2 separate regions of the Ovis aries genome follow, and region 2 is linked to region 1. The links are chromatin contacts, called in public Hi-C maps. All regions are on one chromosome and are shown on one strand. The core of a region is the stretch at or near the end of the contact, and the rest is flanking DNA. Distances in the headings are between cores, read along the strand shown. Region 1 holds the start of LOC101109732 (WD repeat-containing protein 87). Region 2 overlaps SIPA1L3 (signal induced proliferation associated 1 like 3).

Evidence for each region. A called contact is a pair of places that touch in the nucleus more often than the background predicts.
Region 2: a contact with region 1 is called in a Hi-C map of tail adipose tissue, with 6 times the contacts expected there. The contact joins the enhancer-like site here to the promoter of LOC101109732 in region 1. A contact is called at or near these places in 8 of 16 Hi-C or Micro-C datasets (blood, hypothalamus, liver and 3 more).

What each region holds. Positions count from the first base shown.
Region 1 is chr14:47,145,325-47,152,220 of ARS-UI_Ramb_v3.0, reverse strand. It overlaps LOC101109732 (WD repeat-containing protein 87), which reads left to right and starts at 4,163. Exons shown (of 7, transcript XM_060398592.1): 1 at 4,163-4,334. SIPA1L3 (signal induced proliferation associated 1 like 3) reads right to left here and starts at 4,378. Exons shown (of 22, transcript XM_042230909.2): 1 at 3,897-4,378.
Region 2 is chr14:47,306,225-47,313,727 of ARS-UI_Ramb_v3.0, reverse strand. SIPA1L3 (signal induced proliferation associated 1 like 3) reads right to left here. Exons shown (of 22, transcript XM_042230909.2): 5 at 1,860-2,048; 6 at 879-1,053. Among named protein-coding and RNA genes, the nearest start is that of DPF1, 110 kb to the left of the region's middle. Within about 2 kb of position 6,002, at least 5 of the 54 cell types and tissues checked have an H3K27ac peak or open chromatin away from gene starts, as enhancers often do.

The DNA.
Region 1 (6,896 bases), core at 2,914-5,413:
ATCTCCAAAGCCTGACACTGGACACTTAGTAAACACTCACTGTCTGAATAAATGGTTTTCTTAGGGGGATGGGATTTTGGAATGAAGGGTGGCAGTTATTATTTCCCTTGCCTATCTCTGTAATGTTTGACAGGTTACTACGAGTATGCATTTCTTTGCATAACTTTTTAAAAGCCAAATTCAACCAACCCTCAGGCACACACACATACAAACTAAGGCCACGACCAGAGAAGTCCTAAGAAACAGGGGCAGTGTCTTAAAGCACAAATGCACAAACCGGTCCTAATGGCCTCTCGTTCTAACTGCTAAAAACCCTTTACTTTAGAGGCAATGACTACTCAATTATTTTATCAAAACATATAGACATTTAATTTAGATTTGGGAAATTATACACACAACAAGGTTAAGCTCTTATCATAACCTGGGTCATTTTTTTAAACTGAAGTTTGAAATATAAGCAAAATAACTTTCACAGGGGGAAAAAAAGGCGCCAATCACTGCACATTCTAAATTCCATTTTTGATTTACCGCCTAACAACTGCAATGTCTGAAAAACAGGCTCATGTTTAACTCTGACCGTTCCACACAGACTGCTAAAAACCCACGTGCTGTTGTCACTAACAATCAGGACCAAGATTTTTGTTTTAAAGTCATTGCTTTATTTCCTCAGATGCAAAAAAAAAGCACTTAGGGGGAATTCCCTCGCAGTCCAGTGCTTAAGACTTGGGAGTTTTCACTGCTGAAGTCCAGGTTCGATCCCTGGTCAGGGAACTAAGATCCAACAAGCAACATGGCTCAACCAAAAAAAAAACACACACAAAAAAACACAAAAAAACCACAATTCAATCAATTAATAAAAAAATAACACACTTAGGTAATTTTAGTGGTCAAAACAAATTTGAGACCACAGGTTCCCATCACCAAATGAAACTACAATTACAGGGGCTTCCCTGGTCGTCTAGGGGTTAGGAATCCGTCTGCCAACCCAGGAGACATGGGTTCCATCCCTGGTCTGAGAAGATCCCACATGCCGAGAAGCACCTAAGCCCGTGAGCCACAACTACTCAGAGAACCCGTGCTCTGCAACCAGAGAAGCCACTGCAAAGAGAGGCCCGTGCACCACAATGGAGAGCCCTGCTCACTGCAACTAGAGAAAACCCACGTGCAGCAAGGAGCACCCAGCACAGCCAAGAATATATAAATAAAATCTCTAAAAAGAAAAAAAGAAATTACAATGACAGATCTGATGACAGGCTCACCCTAAACAGAGAGCTAACATACTCCCTGCCCAGCCTCTTCCTGGGTGTGCGTGTGCTGCCTCCCAAAACACTCAGGATGGCCTGTTGCACAGAGGATATTCTAACCCGCTGACACCGGGTAACTTTGCAGAAAGAAAGCGAGCGACTCAGCTGAGCTTAGCCAGGCTAGAAATGGACTCCCTGACAGCCAGGGCTTTTACTCCATACTTGTGGCCACTGCCATCTGACCACATCTGCAGTGCCTTCTCTGGCTCCTACTGATACAGTGTTTGACATGTATCCATCCTTGGTGACTTGAAAGAAACAACTCAACCATGTTGGAAGAGGCCACCTTCAGTAGTCAAGGGGGACTTTCAGTGGCCCATAAGCCAAGAGACCAAGACAGGCCAAAGAACTGGTTGCTATGGAATGACAGCACCATCCTCCTTGCCAATCAACTGCATCTGGGAAGCCTTGGGGAGAAGGACTCCCAGGTTTCCGGTTTGGCCCATCTGCCGAGGTGGTGACTACTGGATCTGGGAGGAAAAGGAGCTTCGTTTTAACATTTTGAGTTCATGGCACCCAATGGGACATCAAGTTAGCAGAGGACATCACGGAGCACAGGCCCCACGTGTGGAGGTGGAGCTCGGGGGCTGATGGTGCTTTGAGACAGTCAATGGCGGGCAACAGCGGCACACCACTTAGAAGCCCCAGAGTGGTCGTTTTGGGAGCAGGAGTGTGAGAGCTGGGAGGAGGGCAGGTGGCCTGCTGACAGCAGCTAGTCCGTGCCATTTCTTCTCAGCCCCTTATATGGCAGTATGTTCCACAATTTTACCTTGGGTGAATAAAAATTAGAGGCGAGGGGACATTAACCTTGTCCTGCTCTGAACTGTAATACAAACATAAGCAGCAAAAGCCCATCAAGAGAAACAAGGCATGTTTATTAAGAGCTTAGGATGCACCTGGCCCTGTGCTGAACATTACACATGAATTATCTTTTGGAATCATTGAAACAACCCTGGCACAAATGTCCTATGACTATCATTTCACAGATGGGACACTGAGGCTGGGAGTGAACATGTGGGGGAGCTCAGGGCTGTCATGTCACATCCCACAACAGTTAGGCAAGCTCTGGGCCAGATGGAGCACATGGAAGAAGAACAATTATAATATACAAGAGCTGCTACTTAGTGAGAGATGGCTCTGGACTGGGAACATGGTATCAGCAAATCCTTACAACCCTCTGAGGCTGATATTGTTATCCCATTTTACACGGATGGAACCTGAGGGTGCAGGAGAGGAAGTCAACCAGACCAGTTATAAGTCTGATCCACTAGAAAAGCAAGACTACAGGCAGAGCCCCACCCTCAGGGGGTCTCGGAGAAACCGGGAAAACGCTGAATCAATGGTCATTTATTAAATGCTGACTATGTGCCAGCTGCTGCTCTTAGCATTTCACAAATGGTATTCTCACTGCATCCTCCAAACGACTCTACAAGGTGGCTGCTATGAAAAAATACCCATTTCGTAGACAGAGAAAACCAAGGTACAGAGCAGTGAAGTCTGTCGCCCAAGGTCACAGAGCTGGTAAAAGGTAGAACCTAAATTTGAACCTGGCTCTGCCTCCAAAACCGAAGCTCTCAGCAAAATAATTTCTCCTAACAGCCACCTTGCACCGAGTGCTAACCATGTGGCTTACCCTCAGCTTACCACATTCAGTCGATAATACCTTCATCCCATTTCTCCGGAGCTAACAATAAAACAAGCAAGTAATAAGTGTCTTCTATGTACAAACGCTTTATTCATCGGATCTCAACATCTCAACAGAATTCCCAGCGTAAGACAGCCACTATTCTTCCCAGGTTTGACCGAAAGGAGAAACTGAGGTTCGGCGCGGTTTCCCTAGATCGCACCTCCCGAGAGGCAAGAGTCCGTACACGAACCCACCGCTACCAGACTCTCATGCCACGCTTTCCCGCAACGGCGCCGGGTAGCTCGCCTGGAAAGTTGAAGCATGCGGGCACGCGTCCAGCCAGGTCCGGAGGGCGAGAGTGCAGCCGCCGCCCCCCAACAGCCGGTGCCCACACCCGGCCGTCCGCCCAGTAGCTCGCCCGCGCTGACCCTCGGGGTCCGACTGGACATCGACTCCCCGCTACCCTAGCGCAAGGCCAACCCTGCACCCGGAGCCACATACCTGGGTGTCCCAGCTGCCCGCCCCGCGGGCCCCACGACCGCGGCGTTCAGATCCGCGCCGCTTGCTGGAGACGCCGCCAGCTCCAGTGGCCCGAGTGACTTCCAGGCTGCCCACTTCCAAGCCGCCTCGCGCGAGGCCTCCTGGGAACTGTAGTTTCGCTCTAGGCGGCCGCAAACTGAAAAAAGCCTGACGCGCAGGCGCTGCCGGGAGCAGTAGGCGCGGCGCCGCGCCGCCTTCTGGGAATGGTAGTCCACCTGTCGTCTCCGTGCCGCTCGAGTCTCCTGAGTACTTCCGCAGCCCCGAGGGGCGTGAGGGATGGAGGTGTGTCTTCTGTAGACTCCAACCCGTTGATTGCGTTCCTTGCTCTGCGAAGGCGGTTTTTTCCTTTTTCCCAGCTCTATCCGCCTCCTCCCTTCCTTCAGTAGACCCTCTTTCTCCCTTTCCGCGAGGCGCGAGGTACTTACCCCGAGGGCGCGAGCCTCTGGAGAAGCAGGAGCAGCGGAACACAGCGCTAGACCCCCAACCGAGGGGAGCTGTGGAGAAAGGCGTCTATGCGCGCTCGCGCACGCGCGCTCGCCGGCCAACTCCGGCCTAAATTGCCGCGGGCCCCCGCGGGGAAGACTTTTTTTTTCCCTTTCGAACGCGCGCGCGCGCGCGGGGTCTCGCGCTGGGCTTTTTCCTGCCGGGCGCGCGCCAGTGCGCACGCGCGCTCACTCGCCTGGCCTTGGTCAGTCCGCCCGGCGCGGGGTTGGGGAGCTAACCGTTTTGTTGGCCGAGTCCTCCCGCAGTATCCCCAAGGTCGCTCCTCTGGCGCTCCTATTCTAGGTCTGGCGCTTCACATAGCTTCGGAGTGCCGCCACACACGCCGTACCCGTCCCCTGTCTGGAGCCCAGTCGTCGCAGGTAACAGGCGCGGCCCCAGCCTTGAGGAGGCGGACACGCCCTTCTTCCCTCCCACGCGGAGAGCCGGGATGCCAGAATGTGTTGGGATTCCGGTCTGGTCGCCTCCCTCGGTAGTAGGAGTCTCCGGAGCTCTGCCTTCGACGGGAGTCTCTTCACCAGGCAGGGGGCGTCCCCTGGAGGCCATGATACCTATCATTTATTCGTTGATCGCACATTCTTAGGGTAATCAGTGTTTGTTGAGTACCTATGGCTGGGGAGATTTTGTTAAAATTTAGTCCACTTGTCGACATAATCAAGGATCCGACCTTTTTTATTGGCATTCCTACTACTCCATAAGGGGTTACCAAAGGAACTAGCTGGAACTGCAAGGTTCTTTGGTCAGGAAAACCCAGTCAATACCCTTCCCATCTCATCCTTCCTTCCAAGAAGATGCTGAATGAGACTGAGCTGGGAAGTATATATTTTTTCTTCCTGGGAGAGGGGCAGAGGGTGATTCATTTGCTCATTCATTCAACAAAACTGTATTAGACACCTACTTCATGCCAGCTTGGGTGATTGATTATCAGGACAGGGGAGAAATCAAGATAGATTCGGTTCCTACTCTCAAGGAACCGAAGTCCACACCACCATCGGGAAGGTGATAATCTAAAGCAATACTGTCTAATAGAAGTATAATGCAAGCCAAATCTGCAACTTTAAAATTTACATTTAAAAAGTATATAGGTGAAATTTTATTAATTTAAGCCAGTATGTCTAAAATAAGTTATGTTTAATGAAAAAAGGTTTACATCGCTTCAGTTTTAAATTTTAAGTTAATTAAAACTGTGAGGCATTAACAAAAATATTCATTTGTGGCATGGGTTATAGCAAAAGGCTGGAACCTGCCCAATTTCTATTAATGGACATTAGATAAATAAACGATAGTTCAGCCAGACGATGGAGTAGCATGCAGCTGACAACTGTTGAAAAATGAGACAGAACTGTATGTTTTAATATGAGTTACTCTTTAAGATTATTAAGTGAGAAAAATGCAGTGTATAGCACCTGGGCTTCCCTGGTGGCTCAGCGGTAAAGAATCCACCTGCCAATGTAGGAGACGCGGGTTCAATCCCTGGGTCTGAAAGATCCCCTGGAGAAGGAAATGGCAACCAGCCCCAATATTCTTCCCTGGGAAATCCCATGGACAGAGGAGCCTGATAGGCTAGAGTCCATGGGATTGCAAAAGAATCTGACATGACTTAGTGACTAAACAACAATATAGCATACTAATGTTTGTGTAAGAAAAGTAGTATTTTTCCACATATATCTTTGTGTGTGTACAGAACACCTGTAGAAAGACAACCAGAGTTACCTTTCTGAAGGGGAAATAGGACAAGTGACTTTCTTTTCAGTATATATTCCTTAGTATGTTTTGTTAGTATGTTATGTTCCATGTCCATTCTGTGACTTAGCTATCAATTAGTGGAGGATGATAGCTAAGCCACAGAATTATTGTATAGTATTAAAACAATATATGTAAAATACCTAGCTACCACTTACTACCTTAATCATTTCTGGATGCTATCACTACTCCCATGCTGGATGGATAACTCTTTACCCAATAGGAACTTGTTTACCCTGGTAATACATGTTTCTCAGCCTGGAAAATTGTTTCTTTCCATAAAGTGTGTTAAATGTATTCCAGTCCAGCCCTAGCTGTGAAATCACTTATAAGACCAGAGTAGTAGTCCCAGGCCTTGGGGACAGACTTCAGCTCTGTATTAGAAATGTCATTCAGAAAAAAAGAGAAAAAAACAGCGTAAACCGAGATTGCCCTTTGGCTTTCCAGTCCCTCTGACTTTACAGTCAGCTGATGCCAGCTGGGCTTTCTGCATCGCTGTCCCCAAACATAAGAGCCACCTGCAAGGCTATAGGATCCATGCAGGGCTTTACCTCACAGCATGGAGCACACATCACTATCCTTTAGGGTGGCCAGTTTTCCCTGTTACACATACTCAACAATACTTTGTTCTTTTCCCTCTTAAACAGGGCCCAACAGTGACATGGAGTGCAGTGCCCCCTAGAGTCATTTCTCTGTATTACAAAGGCAGGGCTCACAGGATGCTGGCCTTTCATCCTACCACCATCAACAGAACACTGTACCTTGGAATGGACTGCAGTTAAGAAAAAGGACGTGGTGACAGCATCAGTGTCCAATAATAGACCTAATTTGTCTCTGTAGTCAGTATTACATACCATATCTCGGCCCCCACATACTGACTCCCCTAGGTTCGCTGCATGACTTCCCATTAGATCATCTTTCGGTTATCAAGATATTAAAAAGTCAAAATCATTGGGCTTAAGCTGAATGCTTAAGCTGAAGCTCACTCCGGACTTGCTTTTAAGAACAGGTAATGGGATTAGGGAATCAAAGTGGAAGATTATAGGAGAGGGTTTCCTCTAAGGAGACCAGTGTATAAGATGGGAGAAAGTGGCAAAAGAACAACAAAAAAACAGGGAATTCCCTGGCATTCCAGTGGTTAGGACTCTGTGCTTCCACTGCAGGGGGCACACATTTGATCC
Region 2 (7,503 bases), core at 4,753-7,252, 160 kb before region 1:
AGTAAAGGTCCTACATGTAAGGCCCCTGCTGGCCTCCCTCAGTTCGTCCTTCCCATTTATTCCCTGAAGCCTTGGGACCTTTCTTTTTCTTGGAACACACTTCTTGTTCCTTCTTTGTCTATTTTATTCCAACTCACCCCTCTCAGGTCACACTGTTGTCCAGGCCTGCGCCCGATACAAGGTCAGGTTCCCCACATTTTCTTCTATCACCTTGAGTCGCTCCTTCCTGTCCAGGCAGGACACCAGGAGCTGGTTTCCGCTCCATGTCTCAGGGAACCCCCAGGCCGCACTGCGACTCACTCCAGGGTGCCACACTCACCCCGGAGGCCTATGCCTTGGCCCCTTAGGACCCCAGCTTTACTTACTTGCAGGTGCGAGGGAAGCAGCAATAGAACAGACCAAGGAATGTCTGTTCCTGGGGGCTCACATCCCTGGGGATAAGCTGTGACAGGTGAAGTCACTGAAGCCATGGCTGGCCAACACCAGGGCCAGGTGACCTCCAGCTGGCTGCGATCTGGCTGACTGGCCAGGAGCACTGTGATCCCTGGGGTCCTTGGGCACAGTGGGCACCATGCAGGTGTCTGTGGCTGTGACCCCTTCAGGACCCACCCGGGCACGCACGTGCTCGGGATCTCATAGCATGTGTCTGGGAGTGCAGGTGCTGAGACACACAGCAGGACAATCTTCAGGCTTTAATAGAATATGCAACACTCTTATACAGAGTGCCTGCACCACCCACACTGTCATTAGCCAAGTCCTCGAATGCCCGCTGCCCTGCATCCTCCCCAGGGTATCACCGGGCCTTTGGACCGTAGGCCCATGGGATAAGTGGGCTGGTTAGGGCTCCCCCCGCCAGGCCACCCACTGCGGCCACTTACTCTTGACGTCCAGCTGGGCGGCGTACTTGGTGAAGCCCTTCAGGCAGACCTTCTCCCCGATGAGGGAGAGGAACTCTTCGAAGGCTGGGCCGGCCTCCTCGTTGTTGTACATCTCCTCCTCCGAGCTCTGGCCGGCCTTGCAGTAGAGGATGCCCACTTTGTGCTTCCGGCAGAGCTGCAGAGGCGAGAGTGGCGTCAGGGAGGCAGGCCAGGCAGAGACGGAGGAGGGCGTGGGACAGAGGGGGCTCTCCCTGGCTGCTGGGGTTACGTGGGGGTTCAGTGCCGCAGCCAGAGAAGAAAAGAGGTGTGGGGGCATGTCCCGGCCATCCCTCTCCCTTTCCGAGTTTCCAGAGGGGCACTGCAAGGGGCGCCACCACCACGCCCAGGCTTTCTACACAAGGGTGGAGGGTGGCGCTCTCTCGAGGGAAAGACGGCCACCCTGGCCGGCTTCATACAGTAGGTGGGCTGGAACTGGCTAGGGTTCTGCAAAAGGCCATTCTGGAGGGCTCAGTGGGGTCGACGTTACTTCTTGGGGGGCGAGCCCTGGTAGCCATGTTTGCTTTACGTGTCCCTGATGCCCTGGTCACTGGACCACGGGCAGTCACGTGACCTAAGCGTGGGGCCGGGAGAGGCTCTTCTGGGACTGAGGGTCAGCTAGCCGGGGCCGGTACAAGGCTCTCATCCTAAGAGCACCTTTGGGAGCTGCGGGAGGCAGTATGCAGTGAGGGAGTGGAAACACTGACACACATGGGGACCCGGTGGCTGCCTCAGTCCTAGACTATCTCCCTTGGGAGCCCCAGCAGTCACATGCCGGCTCCTGGCAGCCCTAGAACTTGATAGAAGGTTCCTCCTCTAACTGGAACTAGCCTGAGTGGATTTCTGTTCTTTGGAGGAAAAGAAAAAGTGAGATGGAAGAGAGTTGGGCAGTGGGGCTGCAGGCTGCTGCCCCTGCACCCCCACCCATCCCGGGCCCTGGCTTACCCCTTGCTCGTCGAGCTTCAGCAGCTGCTCTGTCACCTTGGGAGTGTTGAGAGCCAGGCGCAGGCAGTGGATGTTGAGCTCAGGGATGACGTACTCCAGGGCGTCCCGAAGGGGCAGGCCCCGCCCAGTCCCGTGCTTCATGGCGGTGGGTGTGGCATCCTCCAGGATGGAGCCCCGCAAGGTGGTGAGCTGCTCCAGGGAGAAGGGGGGGAGACGAGGCTCTCAGGACGCGGGAAGGAAGGAGAGAGGGCCCACGAGGCTGTTCTGTTCTCACAGCAACATGTGTGATGGTCAGAAGCTTGGACTCTGGGGCTGGAAAGCACTGGGTCTGAAAGAACTTGAACTTGCTGCCCCTTGGCTGTGAGATCTTGACCAAGTGACTTCCTATCGCTCCACCTCAGCTCCCAGGGAGTGTTGGGACAGTGGATGGAACAGCCTTTGTTTGTTCAATAAATATTGTCCCAGCGCCCTCTTTAGCGTGGTGAAAAAACAAAGACCCCTGTCTTCCTGGAGCTGATACGCAGGTGGGGAGGTGGACTGTGTCAGGTAATAAAAGGTACAGTGAATAAAATAGGGACTACCACGTCGGCATGCTAACAGACACTTTCACTGTCGTTATCACAGTAATACATGTACATGTATTACTTAATGTGCATTTCGTTGCTCACTCACGTCCAACTCTTTGAGACACCATGGACTGTAGACCACCAGGTTCCTCGGTCTGTGGAATTCTCCAGGCAAGAAAACTGGAGTTGGTAGTCATTCCCTTCTCCAGGGGATCTTCCTGACCAGGGATCGAACCCGAGTCTCCTGCATCGCAGGCGGATTCTTTACCATCTGAGCCACCAGGGAAGTCTATTACCACACACTCAGGTAAAACACCTGCCTGCCCCAGACACCAGTACCGTCGTGGGTCTTTAACTGTAGCACTCATTTCCTGTCAAAATCACCACCAATGGCTCTGATTCAGCTGGTTGGTGGCGGGGCCCAGGCTTGTATGTATGTATGTAGTATACACACACTTACATATCTGTGTATTTACATACCTATTCTCTTTTAATACTTCTCAGGAAATTCTGATGTGCAGTCAGATTTTAAAACCTTTACTTAGTGGAAAAGGAAATGGCAACCGACTCCAGTATTCTTGCCTGGGAAATCCCATGGACAGAGAGGAGCCTGGTGGGCTACAATCCATGGGATCACAAAAGACTCAGGTATGACTTAGCAACTAAACAATAATTTTTTAAAAAGCTGAAAACACAATACTACAGAAAGAAATATGTTAGTGTTGTTTTAGCAGGTTGCAGAGCTGAACTGATATTGGGCAGGTTGCCGAGCAGGTTGCAATTTATACTGCAGCTGAATTATATGAGAATCCTACATGGTCTTCACTATCTTTATCTTTCTAGTAGAAGCAACATGACACAGAGGTTAAGAGCGTGGACTCAGGACTCCAACTGCCCAGGCTCAGATTCTAGCACGAGGCATGCACTCAACCTCTCCGTGCCTCAGTTCCCTTTTCTATAAAAAAGAAGTGATAATAACAATATGTTAGGATTGCTTTGAGGTGTACATGAGTTAATATTTTTGAAGTCCTTAGAATAAGTGTTTGAGACACAGGAAGAGCTCCATGTTAGATACTATCATCATTATAATTTTTATTTTTTGAACTGTGCTGCAAAATGAATAAATAAAAGGTTGGCTACCAGCATTCACCCCTCACTTCACTGCTGCAGCGCCTTGCTTTGGTCGGGTTGTTCATTTTTCCACAAGTGATTTGGATCTGGCCCACTGCCTGCCATGTTTTACATTTCTAAATGGTTGAAAAATTAACATCGTGTGATGTGAAAAGTATATGATATTCAAACTTAAGTGTCCATAAAGTCAAGTTTTATTAGAATACTAATAAAAAAACACTTGTTTTACCTGTGGCTGCCTGCACACTACATTAGCAGAGTTCAATAGTCTGAAGAAGACCATATGCCCCATAGAACCTAAGACAGTTACTATCTGGCACTTTACAAACTTAAGTTTTCTTAGAGCTGAAAGCATCGTGGCCAATACAGAGGTGTTCCAGAAATGATGAATACGGCAGTTTCTGGGTTGATGCTGTTGTTCAGCCACTCAGTCGTGTCTGTCTCTGTGACCCCACGGACTGCAGCACGCCCAGGCTCCCCTGTCTTTCACCATCTCCCGGAGTTTGCTCCAACTCATGTCCACTGAGTCCATGTTGCCATCTAACCATCTCATCCTCTGTCGCCCCCTTCTCCTGCCCTCAGCCTTTCCCAGCACCAGGGTCTTTTCCCTGGTGGGTAGGTGGCAGTTTCTTGCTATATCTTTGTTATGTACATTATATTTACGTGTTATGAAACTAAGCATTTGAAGCTTTTTTCCAAAGATACATGTTTTATCTGGACTGTCATAACAAATATCCTGATGGAATGTAACAGTAAATTATGAAATACACACTGTCTAAATTGCTTAACAAAACAAAACCTTTAGTCAAGCCAATCACGGCCATCGCGTTCTCCTTCCCCAGAGGCTGCTTTCCAAGTTTCTCCTACAGGTGGCCACATGACTAGATCCAGGCCTTTTGAAATGAGAAGGAAATTCAGCTTGGGGAAGACATCTGTGGCAGATTATCTTTCCTGGTAAAGATTTTCTTCCCTGGTTTAAAAAGCCCCTTTCCACCTGCTCATTTTTTTCTAAGGACGCTGGTATGAGGATAAGATGTCTGAAGCTGCGACAGCCACCCTGGGATCATTAGGAATGAGACAACAACAAAATCACATAGAATTCAGTCCCTGCCACTTCCTACCTCCAGATTTCCTGTTAGATAATTAAAATAACCCGCATTTGTTTTAGCTATAGTCATCTTTTCTGTGACTTTGCAGACAAAGTAACTTCTAACAGATCTATCAATAACAAGTCACATTTATGAAAGCACAGTTCAACTGCCCTGTACTCAGGCATGACAGTAGTTGTAACTACTAGTATATGTGTCGGTCTGTTGGGGGAAGGGAATGTTACTATCTCCCTTTTACTGATAAGAAAACTGAAGCTCTAAGATGCTAGGTGCCTTATCCAAGGTCACCACAGCTAAGAGGCTGAACCAGGGTTCCACCCTAGGTGTGACGTCTCCAGAGCTCACGATTTTTCTCTTTGAGTAATTTTTTCCCTCTGAAATATAATGCACTCCAGAAGAGTACACCACACATGTGAGCACAGCTTGAGGAATTAGCACAGAGTGAGTATCTAGGTAATCACCACCCAGATGAAGAAACACATTACCAGTCTCCAAAACACTCTTCTGTGTCCCTTTTCACCTCCCTAAAAGCAACCCTAGGCTTCCCTAGTGGCTCAGTGGGAAAGACTTCACCTGCCAGTGTGCCAGACGCGGGTTCGAGCCCTGGGTCAGGAAGATCCCCTGGAGAAGGAAACGGCAACCCACCCCAGCATTCTTGCCTAGAGAATCGCATGGACAGAGGAGCCTGGCAGGCTACAGTGCATGCATGGGGCTGCAGAGTCAGGGACCACGCAGTGACTCAACAAGAACAAGAGCGATCCTATCCTAATTCTTCGCACCATGATTTATTTCAGCCCACTTCTGAGCTTCATGTGTTTATATTCATTTCTATCTGGCCTCTTTCTCACAATGCCACAGCTATGAGATGGGACCAGGTTGCTGCAAGAGGCTGCCGTCTCTACCATGATGGATTTAACCCATCCTACTGCTGATAAGCGTGGAAGCTGCTTCCAGTGTTTGACAACTGCGAAGAGTGTTGTTAGGAACAGTCACAGAAGCACCTCTCAGAGCACATGAACACATTTGCATCTGGGTTTATACCTAGGAGAGGAACTGCTGAGTCACCAGGCATGTTAATTTCCACTTTTATGGAACTGCCAAGCAGTTTTCCCAGTGGCTGTGCCCATTTACACATGGCAGCCCTGTCTGAGAGCCCCTGCTGCACGTCCTCACTGACTCTAGCTCAGGCTCCCACCCACAGAGCGCTGCTGGCCGCCGGGCTCGCCATGTCCTGGGCGCGGCACTGCAGCTCTGGTGCCATTGTGAGATGACTCCCTGGTCTACAGCAGGACAGGGAAAGAATCCTCCCCCGAGGGGACTGCTGTGGCCCCGGAAACACACGTGGGGCTGTAGTTTAAGAGACTGAGGCGGCTCAGCATTACTGGAAAAACACGCTCACCCTCAGTCAACAGACGCCGAGAGACAGCAAAAAGAACATGTCACAACATTGCCTCTAAACACACAGCCTGCCCTTGCCAAACAGGACCTGGGCAAGAGGCATGCGTGGAAAGGAGATGATCTCATGGTTGGGAGTTCCCAGTTATAAACAAACAACTCTCTTATCATAGGCAGGATAGTCTTGAAATAGATCATGAAAAAGCCATGATATGGATGCTTTGCTCTGTCAATCTGGGTGGCCCTGGGATTGTGAATTTCCACTCATGGACCCACAGGATCAGTGCCTTTGAATCCTACAGACACTGTCCCACAGCGCCCTCTGCTGGAGACAAGAGACAGTGTGGCCCAGAAGTCCTCGTTTTCGTCCGCACTGGAGACAGGTGGCCTACCGTCACATTTTTGGCTCTGAGACTTGACCAAAAGCCACCAGTTGAAAAGCTCCCAGACTGTACTTCTCTGCTAGGGATGATAAGTAGGGCACTGGCAGCTGCAACGTGCAGCCACCTCCGCCCTCCACCTGGTCCTGTCCTACCTGGACTGACAGCAGCCTTCTCCTGGTCTCCCTGGTCTCCACCTGACTCCAATCCATTCTTCCCATAGCCGCTTGAGTCAGATCATGTCTCTCCTCTGTGCAGAAGGCGCTGACAGCAGTCCATCTCTCTCCCAATAAAATCTACACTCATCACTCGGCCTGCAACACCCTTCATGACACCTGGCATCATCTCACTGGGCTGTTAAAGGGCCTCAGGGCCATGCCAGCAAGGAGGTTCCCACCCGTGCAGGCTGTTCTCTACCAGCCTCCAACTCAGAAGCACCCATGCCTTCCTCCGTGCTGGTCCACTCTCCTGGAGTTCTTTCCGGGAGGTCCCTTGGGAATCGGTCTGCCTTGGTTCAAATCTTGGCTCTCCCCCTCTTCCAGCTGTGTGACTCTGGCAAGCTGCTGAATTTCTCTGTGCCTTTTACTGATAAAATGGGGAATAACAGCGCCTGCCAAAAAGGGTTGTAAAGATTCAATACAAAGGGCTTCCCTGGTGGCTCAGAGGTAAAGAATTCGCCTGCCGATGCAGGAGACGGGGGTTCAGTCTCTGATCCCAGAGGCTCCCACATGCCTCAGACCAACTAAGCCCGTGTGCCACAACTACTGAGCCTGTGCTCTAGAGCCCAGGAACCGCAACAAGAGAAGCCATCACAATGAGGAGCCCGTGCACCACAACCAGAGAAAGCCTGAAAACCCCAGTGAAGACCCGGAACAGTCAAAAAAATAAATTCAATAAGAAAAATTTATACAGTGCTTATTACCATCTATCTACACAAAGTGAGCACTCAATACGTTAGCTGTTGTCACAGTACACAAATGTATTTACACAAAGCCATATGTGTTGTTAAAAATGTAAAGAAAATTTAACCTTATTAGGAAGCTACAGTTTGTTTTTTCCCCTC